Regions from separate parts of the Danio rerio genome. Here region 1 is linked to region 2. Evidence: chromatin contacts called from public HiCAR-type data. All regions are on one chromosome and are shown on one strand. Each heading gives the region's core, a stretch centred on a gene start, on an enhancer-like site or on the middle of the called end of the contact. The rest is flanking DNA. Distances are from core to core; before and after follow the strand shown. Region 1 has its middle 100 kb from the start of klf6a. Region 2 overlaps adarb2 (adenosine deaminase RNA specific B2 (inactive)).

Region 1 (4,764 bases), core at 1,312-3,811, 240 kb after region 2:
CATTTCAGCCATTTGTATCCAAGATCTTGTCCTTTCGGTCTTTACCCAAAGCTCATGACCATATGTGAGAGTAGAAATGTAGATTGACCGGTAAATCGAGAGCTTTGCCTTTTGACTCAGCTCTTTCTTCACCACAATGGACCAGTACATCGACTGCATTACTGCTGCCGCTGCACCAATCCACTTGTTAATCTCATGCTACATCCTTCTCTCACTCATGAACAAAACCCAAACAAAATTATTATTATTCATTTAAAGTTTGCTAATGCAGCTTTAGCTGACAAGGACAACATGAATGACCTGATGGGTAAATCTCAATGGCTAATCTACATTACATACATCTCAATGACGTGATCAGGACATGCTTTGGGTTCCAGCGTTGACTTTTAAATTCCTAGAAACAAAGGCAGACTCCACTAATCAGGCAGATTCCAGGACACAGGATGATCAGAGGACCGGTTCTACCAGCTTCCGCCGTGTTTGTAGATGACACATGGCAGATCAAGGGCAGAAAGCCGGACGCTGTGACCCTTCTCTCCTGAGAGCATGGCCTTTAAACAGAGCAGCAGCGCTCAGTGATCATGAATATCTCTCCTGCTGCTCTCAGTCTAGCTGCCATTTCAAACCATTCAAACACACAATCTCAGTCTTTCTCTTGTTCTGTCTCTCTGGGGTATGTTTGACAAACAAGTCCCAGTTTTGAGATTTACATGACTCACAACATGCTTTTTAAAAAATGCAACTCAGAAAAGAGACCGCCAGGAGTGTTTGCTTGGACTTTTTATAGTTTAGGGAATATAGGGAAACAATACAACTGGTGAAAAGTAGTTGCAACTAAATGATGTTGTGATAAAATGAGATTTAGCTGTCCTGTAATGAGAGAAAAATAGGTTTTCATGTTACACACAGTACATGATGACAGAGACTCTGGGAATCATTTAAATGGCATTAATTAGCATTAGCTTCTACCATGAAGTTACCATTCAATGTTTTTATTTTGACAACAGTGGTAACATAAAAAAACTGCCTGATGTCACTAGGAAACTTAATTATCCAACATTTTGTTAGTTTGGTGGCTAATTTGTACAAATTCACACAAGTTCAATCCTTAATATGTATGATTTTTACAATTAATAATGTATGATTTTTACAATTCCAATTCAAGTTCAAGTTGTACAAAATGTAAGATTTTAAAATTTCTGATTTAAACAATTCACACGAGTCCAGTCAAACGAAAATGTACAATTTTACATTTCTAATTAGAATTCAGTTGTACAAAAATATAAGTATTTTACATTTTTAATTTTTAATGAGTTCACACGAGTTCAGTCATACGAAAATGTAAGATTTTTACATTTCTAATTTGAGTTCAGTTGTGCGAAAATTTGTACATTTCTAATTTGTATGAATTCATACGAGTTCACTTGTACAATAACTTAAGATTTTCACATTTCTAATTTAAACGAGTTCACACAAATTCAGCTGAATGAAAATTTACGATTTTTACATTTCTAATTTGAGTTCAGTTGTACAAAAATATAAGATTTTTACATTTCTAATTTGAGTTCAGTTGTCAAAAAAGGTAAAATTTTTACATTTCTAATTTGAGTTCAGTTGTATGAAAATGGGCAATTTTTACTTTTATAATTTGAGTTCAGCTGTCAAAAAAAGGTAAAATTTTTACATTTCTAATTTGAGTTCAGTTGTATGAAAATGGGCAATTTTTACTTTTATAATTTGAGTTCAGCTGTCAAAAAAAGGTAACATTTTTAGGTTTCTAATTCGAGTTCAGTCAAAAGAAAATGTTCAATTTTTAAATTTCTAATTTAAGTTCAGTTGTATGAAAATGTGTACATTTCTAAATTGTACGAATTTATATGAGTTTAGTCATACAAAATTGTACGATTTTTAAAAGGAGGCAGAGCACCAAACCCACCCCTAAACCCAACCATCATTGGAGAATGAGCAAATCATAGTAAAAAATTATGAATGAGATCATACAAATTCATATAAAATACCACTGAATCAAAAAGTAAGGAATTGGTGTGAGACTGCTTTGAAAACACAGTTTTTTTTTTTTACAACAGCAAACTTTAAACAGTTAAATAAACCATAAAAATGTATCATGATCAAAATATTGCAACAAAAAAAATTGCAAATGTTCTTGTGCCACATGTATCTATACATAATCTACTTTTAATCAATAAATAGAAATGCAGTGTGAAAAAACAAAGTACAGAAGTCACAGTACTGACACATAGAATCGAAATAGCATGCTAAACATGTAAAAAAAATACACACACAAATGTATAATAACAATGGAAACCTTCTAGAGACTTCCAGGAGTGCTTGTTTGTACTGTTTAAAGTTTAGAGAAAGAAAGGAAACACTAAAACTGAGCAATGCCACTTCTGGCTCTCTGATCATCCGTAGGAGGTCGCAGAAACGGCAGTCATTACCACATTCAAAACACATGCCTGCAGATATCTTTAGCCTTTATAGCGTCACAGTGTGTATTATGCTGGAAAATGCCCTGTGAGAGCCTACCTGGCCATTAGGAGGAATGCAGGAGGTGTTGAGGCTCAGAGTCTATCATTTACTGCTGACTGAAGCCTACAGCAGCCCTCTTAAAGTTACAAAAAAAAAAAAAAATGTGCCGGGAGCGCAGAACACCACAAATATGCAATAAGGGTGTTTGTGTGTTCTGCAAAGCACAGCTTTTTTTGGCTTTTTTATTGGAACCAATGGGATTTTTATTTTTTTTTAAATGAAGAAAACCGGATTCCTAAAGCTACGTCTTGTGGTAAATTATTCAGCATCTACAAATAGATCAAAATCATCGGCCTATTATTAATTCAGTGAATTTAAATGTAGTCAAACTGAGTGTCGCGCGGCAGACAGAGATGTCTTTGCAGAGCTTTTTTTTATTCATATTATTTTTAGGATTTCGCTAAACTTGGGTGGCTGTCACATAGGATGTCAAAAGGTTTCATTCATCATATTTCCTTCCAGAATAAAAAAATGAGTCATTTAACATGCGCTGTTAGAAATGCTGGGTTACACTCTATGAATTTGTGTTGGGACAACATGAAGGAATTAAGGTAACTTATACATGTATGTTTTTACAAATTTAAGTAGATAGAATATAAAACAACGGGCTCTATGCACAGAGTTTTAAAGACAACAATAAAATTCCGGCTTAATATGACTATTTTCAATTTCACAAGGTTGTTCTTATAGCATCACTGTTGTAATGTAATCACAATGCATTCAGTTAAACAGACTTCAGCATTCATTTAGTTGTTTAAGTGTAAAACGAGATGAAAGACCGTTGTAACCACTAGTGCCGTCAGTAGCAACAGGTTAGCGCAAAAAATCTGCTGAAAATATTAGGCTAAAATAAACTTTCCTATTTAAAGACATGATTTTTATTTTTATTTTTTTAGAAAAATAACCTTTATCATTACCTCATAATCACTCACTCATTCATTCATTAGCATTCTGATACAAACAAAACATTATGTACATTGTGATACAGTAAAACAAATCATTATTATTTATTTCTTTTTTTTTATTTATTTCTCAATCAGCAATGTCTTTTGCTTTTGCAATTTCTTTTCTCATAATTTTTAGCTTGTGGTGACGCAGTGGCGCAGTAGGTAGTGCTGTCACTTCACAGCAAGAACGTTGCTGGTTCGAGCCTCGGCTCAGTTGACGTTTCTGTGTGTAGTTTGCATGGTGTCCTCCGGGTGCTCCGGTTTCACCCACAGTCCAAAGACATGCGGTACAGGTGAATTGGGTAGGCTAAATTGGCTAAATCCGCTGCGTAAAAACACGCTGGATAAGTTGAATCTGAATGAATGTTTTGCTTGAACAAGTAGGGAGTGTATGGTTTCCTTTGTGGCCAATGGGGGTAAAAATAATAATAAGTGTTTAATTGTGTTTCCGCACTGCTCTTGGGTGGAAGCAATAAAGAATTTACATTGCGTGTGAGATAGGGTCTAGAGCACATTAGCGCACGTCTCTTTAGTGTATAAAGTAGCGTTCATGTCTCTGATGTGTGGAAGCTATCAAATATAAGTGACAGTTGAAGCATGACCTCACCTTTGAAACTCATTTCCTTTCATATGTGAGCTGCAAAATAGATATTATTAAAGTTGCCGTGGTGATTCAATTTCAAGCCGTTCCCACCCCCCGTCAGCCTACACCCCACCCCCGCCTTCATCTTATCTTTGCAACAAATGCACAGAATATTTGGAGTTGCTTACTGAGGACGCCTTCATTCATGCGCATCTGGATAAACACATAGACTTCAGTTTGCAAATCTAGTGACCTGCCTAGGTTTATTTAGTTTGAGAGGACTTCTACAATGTTTTGATCCATCAAAGACTATAAATATATAATTATTAGCCATTGATATTACCCAAATTATGTTTAAGCCAGGAATTTTTCACAGTAATTCCTGTAATATTTTTTCTTCAGGAGGAAGTTTTGTGTGTTTTATTTTGGCTAGAATGAAAGCAGTTTAAAAATAAAAAATAAAATAAAAACATTTTAAGCTCTATTATTATTATTAGCCCTTTTATGCAATATTTGTTTTTGATTGTCGACAGAACAAACCATCATTATATAATGACTTACCTATTTATCCTAATTTGACTAATTAGTCTAGTTCAGCCTTTAAATGTCACTTTAAGCTGAATACTACCTAGTAAAATATGCAATTAAAAATAATGTACTGTCATCATGGCAAAGATAAATCGC
Region 2 (4,680 bases), core at 607-3,106:
ATTTCACTTTAAAGGTAATGAAAATAACATATTATTTGCCATAGCTTAGTTTTTTTATTTTTTGCATTCGAACCCTTCAAAAGTGTCAAAGTTGACCAAAATGACAAATTTTCTCAGACTCCCATGTTTATGTTTACCTATTTCACCTTAAAGGCAATGAAAATTGCATATTATTTGCCATTACTTGTATGTTTTTTTGCATCTGAACTCATCAAATTATGATTTTTTTAAAGGGTCATATGTTTGTGTTCACTTTGTCACTGTAAAGACAATGAAAATAACATTATTTGCCATAACGTAGAGTTTTTGGCATCTGAAGCCTTCATATGTGTCAGTTTACCAAACTGACTATTTTTCTCAGGCTTAAAGGTTTATGTTTACTTATTTCACCTTAAAAGCAATAAAAATAGCATGTTATTTGCCATAAGTTGTATGTTTTTTGCATCTGAACTCTTTAAATTATGATTTTTTTAAGGGACCTATGTTTATGTTTACTTATTTCACCTTAAAGGCAATGAAAATAGCATATTATTTGCCATAACTTGGACTTTTTTTGCATCTAAACTCTTCAAAAGTGTCGAAGTTAACCAAAATGACTCCTTTTTATCAAGCTTCCATGCTTAAATTCAGTTATTACAATTTAAATGCAATGAAAATAGCATATTATTTGCCATAACTTAGAGGTTTTTACATCTGAACTCTTCAAATGTGCCAAAGTTCACCAAATGATTATTATTGTTTTAGGGGCCTATGTTTATGTTCAGTTCTTTTACTTTAAATGCAATGAAAATAGCATACTATTTGCCATAACTTAAAGTTTTTGCCATCTGAAGCCTTCAAATATGTCAAAGTTTACCAAAATGACAATTTTTCTCAGGCTCCTAGGTTTATGTTTACCTATTTCACCTTAAAGGCAATGAAAATAGCATATTATTTGCCATAACTTGGAGTTTTTTTTTGCTTCTGGACTCTTTAAAAGTGTCCAAGTTAACCAAAATGACTCCTTTTTATCAAGCTTCTATGTTTAAATTCAGTTATTACATTTTAAATGCAATTAAAACAGCATTTTTCTAACTTAACTTAAAGGCTTTTGCAATTTTAGTCTTCAAATGAGCCAAATATTACCAAAATGACAATTTTATTCAGACTACCATGTTCATGTTCAGTTATTTCACTTTAAATGCAAAGGAAATAGCATATTATTAGCCATAAATTAGAGGTTTTTGCAATTGTACTCTTCAAATGTGTCAACGTTTACCAAAATGACAATTTTTATCAGACTCCTATGTTTAAATTGAGTTATTTAGTTTTAAATGCAATTAAAATAGCATTTAATTTGCCACAACTTTAAGGTTTTTGCAATTGTACTCCTCAAATGTGCCAAAGTTCACCAAAATGATCATTTATTTCAGGCTCCCATGTTTATGTTCGGTTATTTCACTGCAAAGGCAATGAAAATAGCATATCATTTGCTTTAACTTGGATGTTTTTGCATCTGAACTCTTCAAAGTTCAACAAAATGATGATACTGTTTAAGAGTCCCATGTTTATATTCAGTTAATGCATTGTAAAGGCAAAGAAAATAGCATATTACTTGCCATAACTTAAAGGTTTTTGCATTTGAGCTTTTCAAATGTGCCAAAGTTCACTAAAATGACGATTTTTATCAGGCCCCCATGTTTATTTTCCATGATTTCACTTTAAAGGCAATAAAAACAGCATATCATTTGCTATATCTCAGAGGTTTTTGCATCTGATCTCTTCAAATGTGTCAAAGTTCAACAAACACAACCAGCGCCCGCATACAGAACAAACTAATCATGAGGTAATGCATCACAACGGCCAAATTACATCATTTCTTGACTCACTTCATTCCTTCAGTGAGAACGAACGTATTCCCGAGTCCAGGCCACACGCGCTCTCGCTTACACATACAAAAAATTAGCAAATCCAATTATTTAAGTTGATTTAAGTATGCAAAGCGAGGCCTGCGGGGTCATATGCACATAGGTAATCAATAGTAATTACCATTTCATTTCTCCCTTGTTATTTCCCTCAGTCTTAAATCAGAATCTGATCTCATCGAGGCCCCTTTTGAGTGTGCGTTTCAGGCCCAGATGAGCCAGATTGGCCGACTTTAACTTCATTTCATACATCACTCCGCTTAAACACAGCGCTCCAATTAAAACGGCGGGCCCGGATCGTTCTAATGCCCCGCAAAATAGACCATTTCCATTAAAGGAGGTCCCAGAATGCTTCGTGCTGCAGATTTCCGCCTTTGATTCCACACTTGTATGGATTTCTGGAGAAAGATGTATGATCCCGAATGATATTCCTGTGCGGTAAATATAGTGAACGCCCCATAGTGGTAAAAATAGATTACTTTGAAAGCTACTGCGATAACAATGGTAATGAGAGACAATAAATCTCGCTGTGTAATATTAGAAAAGCAATATTTCTCTTTCAGATAAATCATGTGTGTATGTGTGTGTGTGTGTGACGTGTGGAGGATGAATATTTATGAATGAATAAATCCATGAAGGAATAAACTGGCGTAATGTTCCAGCTTTTGCAGCTCGATAAGACGCGAATGATGAATGTGGGACTTTTTTTTGATGCTTTCTCGCAGGCAGATTGAACAAATTCTGCGCTCTACTGTACGCTGTACAGTATCTGACGCCGAGGGTTTCATTGATTAAAGGCCGTATGCTTCGCTGCTTTCTCATCTGTTATTGGAGATGGTATCAAGAGCCTGATTACTGATCTGCTCTTCAGCACTCGCTTTTAAACAGAGAAGAAAAAGAGCAATGCTTTTCATATTAGTCAACTGTGCTTGGTTTTAAAATTTTCTTCTCTCTCACTCACTCTCTCTCTCTCTCTCTCTCTCTGTCTGTGAGTCAATAGTTCAGATTTTTACATGTCATGGTAACGTTTTTACAGTGAAAAATTATCATTGCAATGTTTAACCATAAGTCGCCATAACATTTATTATTTATTTTAGGGCCTGTGTCTGTGTGAGCACTTTTTAAAGTCAGTTCAAAGTATTCTGGCATGAGGAATTACGCTTTTAACTTTAAGAAAGATTAATTATATTCATGTAAATATGCAATGAAAACTATTTTGCATTTGATTATTATTGTTTATCCAGAAAATCATAAAGCACGTACAAAAAATTGTTGCTTTACTGTATTTATCAATGTTTGTGATATATGTTTATATATATATATATATATATATATATATATATATATATATATATATATATATATATATGAAGATATGGTGAATCTGAAATGTCTACACATTCACAATCTGAAAATCTACACTAATAATGCATTTCAGATTTACAAACATGTCGACAGTGCCCTCTAGTGGATTTGTCATCTGAAACATGCGGCGAAAGGTACTTGGAGAAACATATCTGAAGTTCTGAGGCATGTATTCCATATATATATATATATATATATATATATATATATATATATATATATATATATATATATATATGAGCAATATCAAACGAGTAGCAGTGCGATGTGGCTGTATATCGGCACTGGTGGGAGGCGTGCGTTGGCATGAGGCTGCAGGCCGAGTGCCTCAGTGCCCCAACTAGTGCCGATATACAGCCATATCGCACTGCTACAAGTGTGATATTGCATTTATACAACAACTTGATGGCATAATTGTATATATAAAAACAAAATCAAACATGGAGAGTCTCAAAAAAAGAAACCCTTTTGTATGAGGAACTACTTTCTTCTGCGTTGGATTCAAATCATAAGCTGACAGTTAAACAGCTGAGCAACCATCTATTAAACTATAGATCTGTAGTGTCTGCTTTTTGCTGGCTGTATGTGGGCGGAGTAATACACAAAGGGTAAAGAGGCTGTACGGGTGCTGATATTATTTAAATTTATCACGGCTATCAGCCAATAAAATTCGAGAACTATATATACACACACACACACACACACACACACGTCTAAGGCATTAGACGTATCAGGTATTTCCAATATACGGATAACCCAAAACTGAAAATGATCCCATCCTTTACTCTCCCTTTATCTTTCTTCTGTTGAACACAAAAGAAGATATTTTGAAGAATGCTGGTTGCTGGGAAGTCAATGGGTCCCAGCAACCACTATTCTTCAAAATATGTTCTTTTGTGTTCAGCAGAATAAAGAAACTCGAATAGGAAGTAAAGGTGAGTAGATGACGGCATAATCAACATTTTTGCGTTTAAGATGCTCACTCGAATAATCACACGGTGCTGCTTTTTATGTAACACATTTCTCATTGTGAATTAGGACATTGCTTGATTTGTTGGGTCGTTTCTCTCAGCTCATCTGAAACACTCGAGTCTGTTTCATTCAGGCAGAGACCCGAGATTGTTGCGTTCATCAAAATAAGCAACGAAATGCACAAGCAGATGTGAAAATGACCACTTTTACCCTTCTGTTTATAAGTAAGATTTGAAATTCAGCAAGAACTGTGCAGTTGCGCGGAGTGCAGGTGAGGAGCATTCATCAAAACTAGCGTCGTCTTCCAAAACAATCACATCTGCTGTTCGCCACATTGCTTTCCAAAAACGAAACATCGATCAAGACTAAGGAATGCTGCAGTGCTAGAAAAAGAGCTCATCCCTCATGTGGCAGATAGCGAACTGATAGTTTGCTTAGA

Evidence for each region. HiCAR-type assays count read pairs that join an accessible place to other places.
Region 1: a contact with region 2 is called in a HiCAR-type map of caudal fin, with 7 times the contacts expected there. The contact joins two enhancer-like sites. A contact is called at or near these places in 1 of 18 Hi-C or Micro-C datasets (caudal fin) and 1 of 4 datasets of contacts at active chromatin or transcription factors (caudal fin).

The regions. Positions count from the first base shown.
Region 1 is chr24:4,435,195-4,439,958 of GRCz12tu, forward strand. No RefSeq gene overlaps it. Among named protein-coding and RNA genes, the nearest start is that of klf6a, 100 kb to the left of the region's middle. Within about 2 kb of position 2,562, at least 3 of the 62 cell types and tissues checked have an H3K27ac peak or open chromatin away from gene starts, as enhancers often do. A contact at or near this core is called in caudal fin, where this site is marked.
Region 2 is chr24:4,196,180-4,200,859 of GRCz12tu, forward strand. All of the region lies in intron 1 of adarb2 (adenosine deaminase RNA specific B2 (inactive)), which reads right to left. The region is part of intron 2 of LOC141380808 (a long non-coding RNA gene); the gene reads left to right. Among named protein-coding and RNA genes, the nearest start is that of pfkpa, 46 kb to the left of the region's middle. Within about 2 kb of position 1,857, at least 5 of the 62 cell types and tissues checked have an H3K27ac peak or open chromatin away from gene starts, as enhancers often do. A contact at or near this core is called in caudal fin, where this site is marked.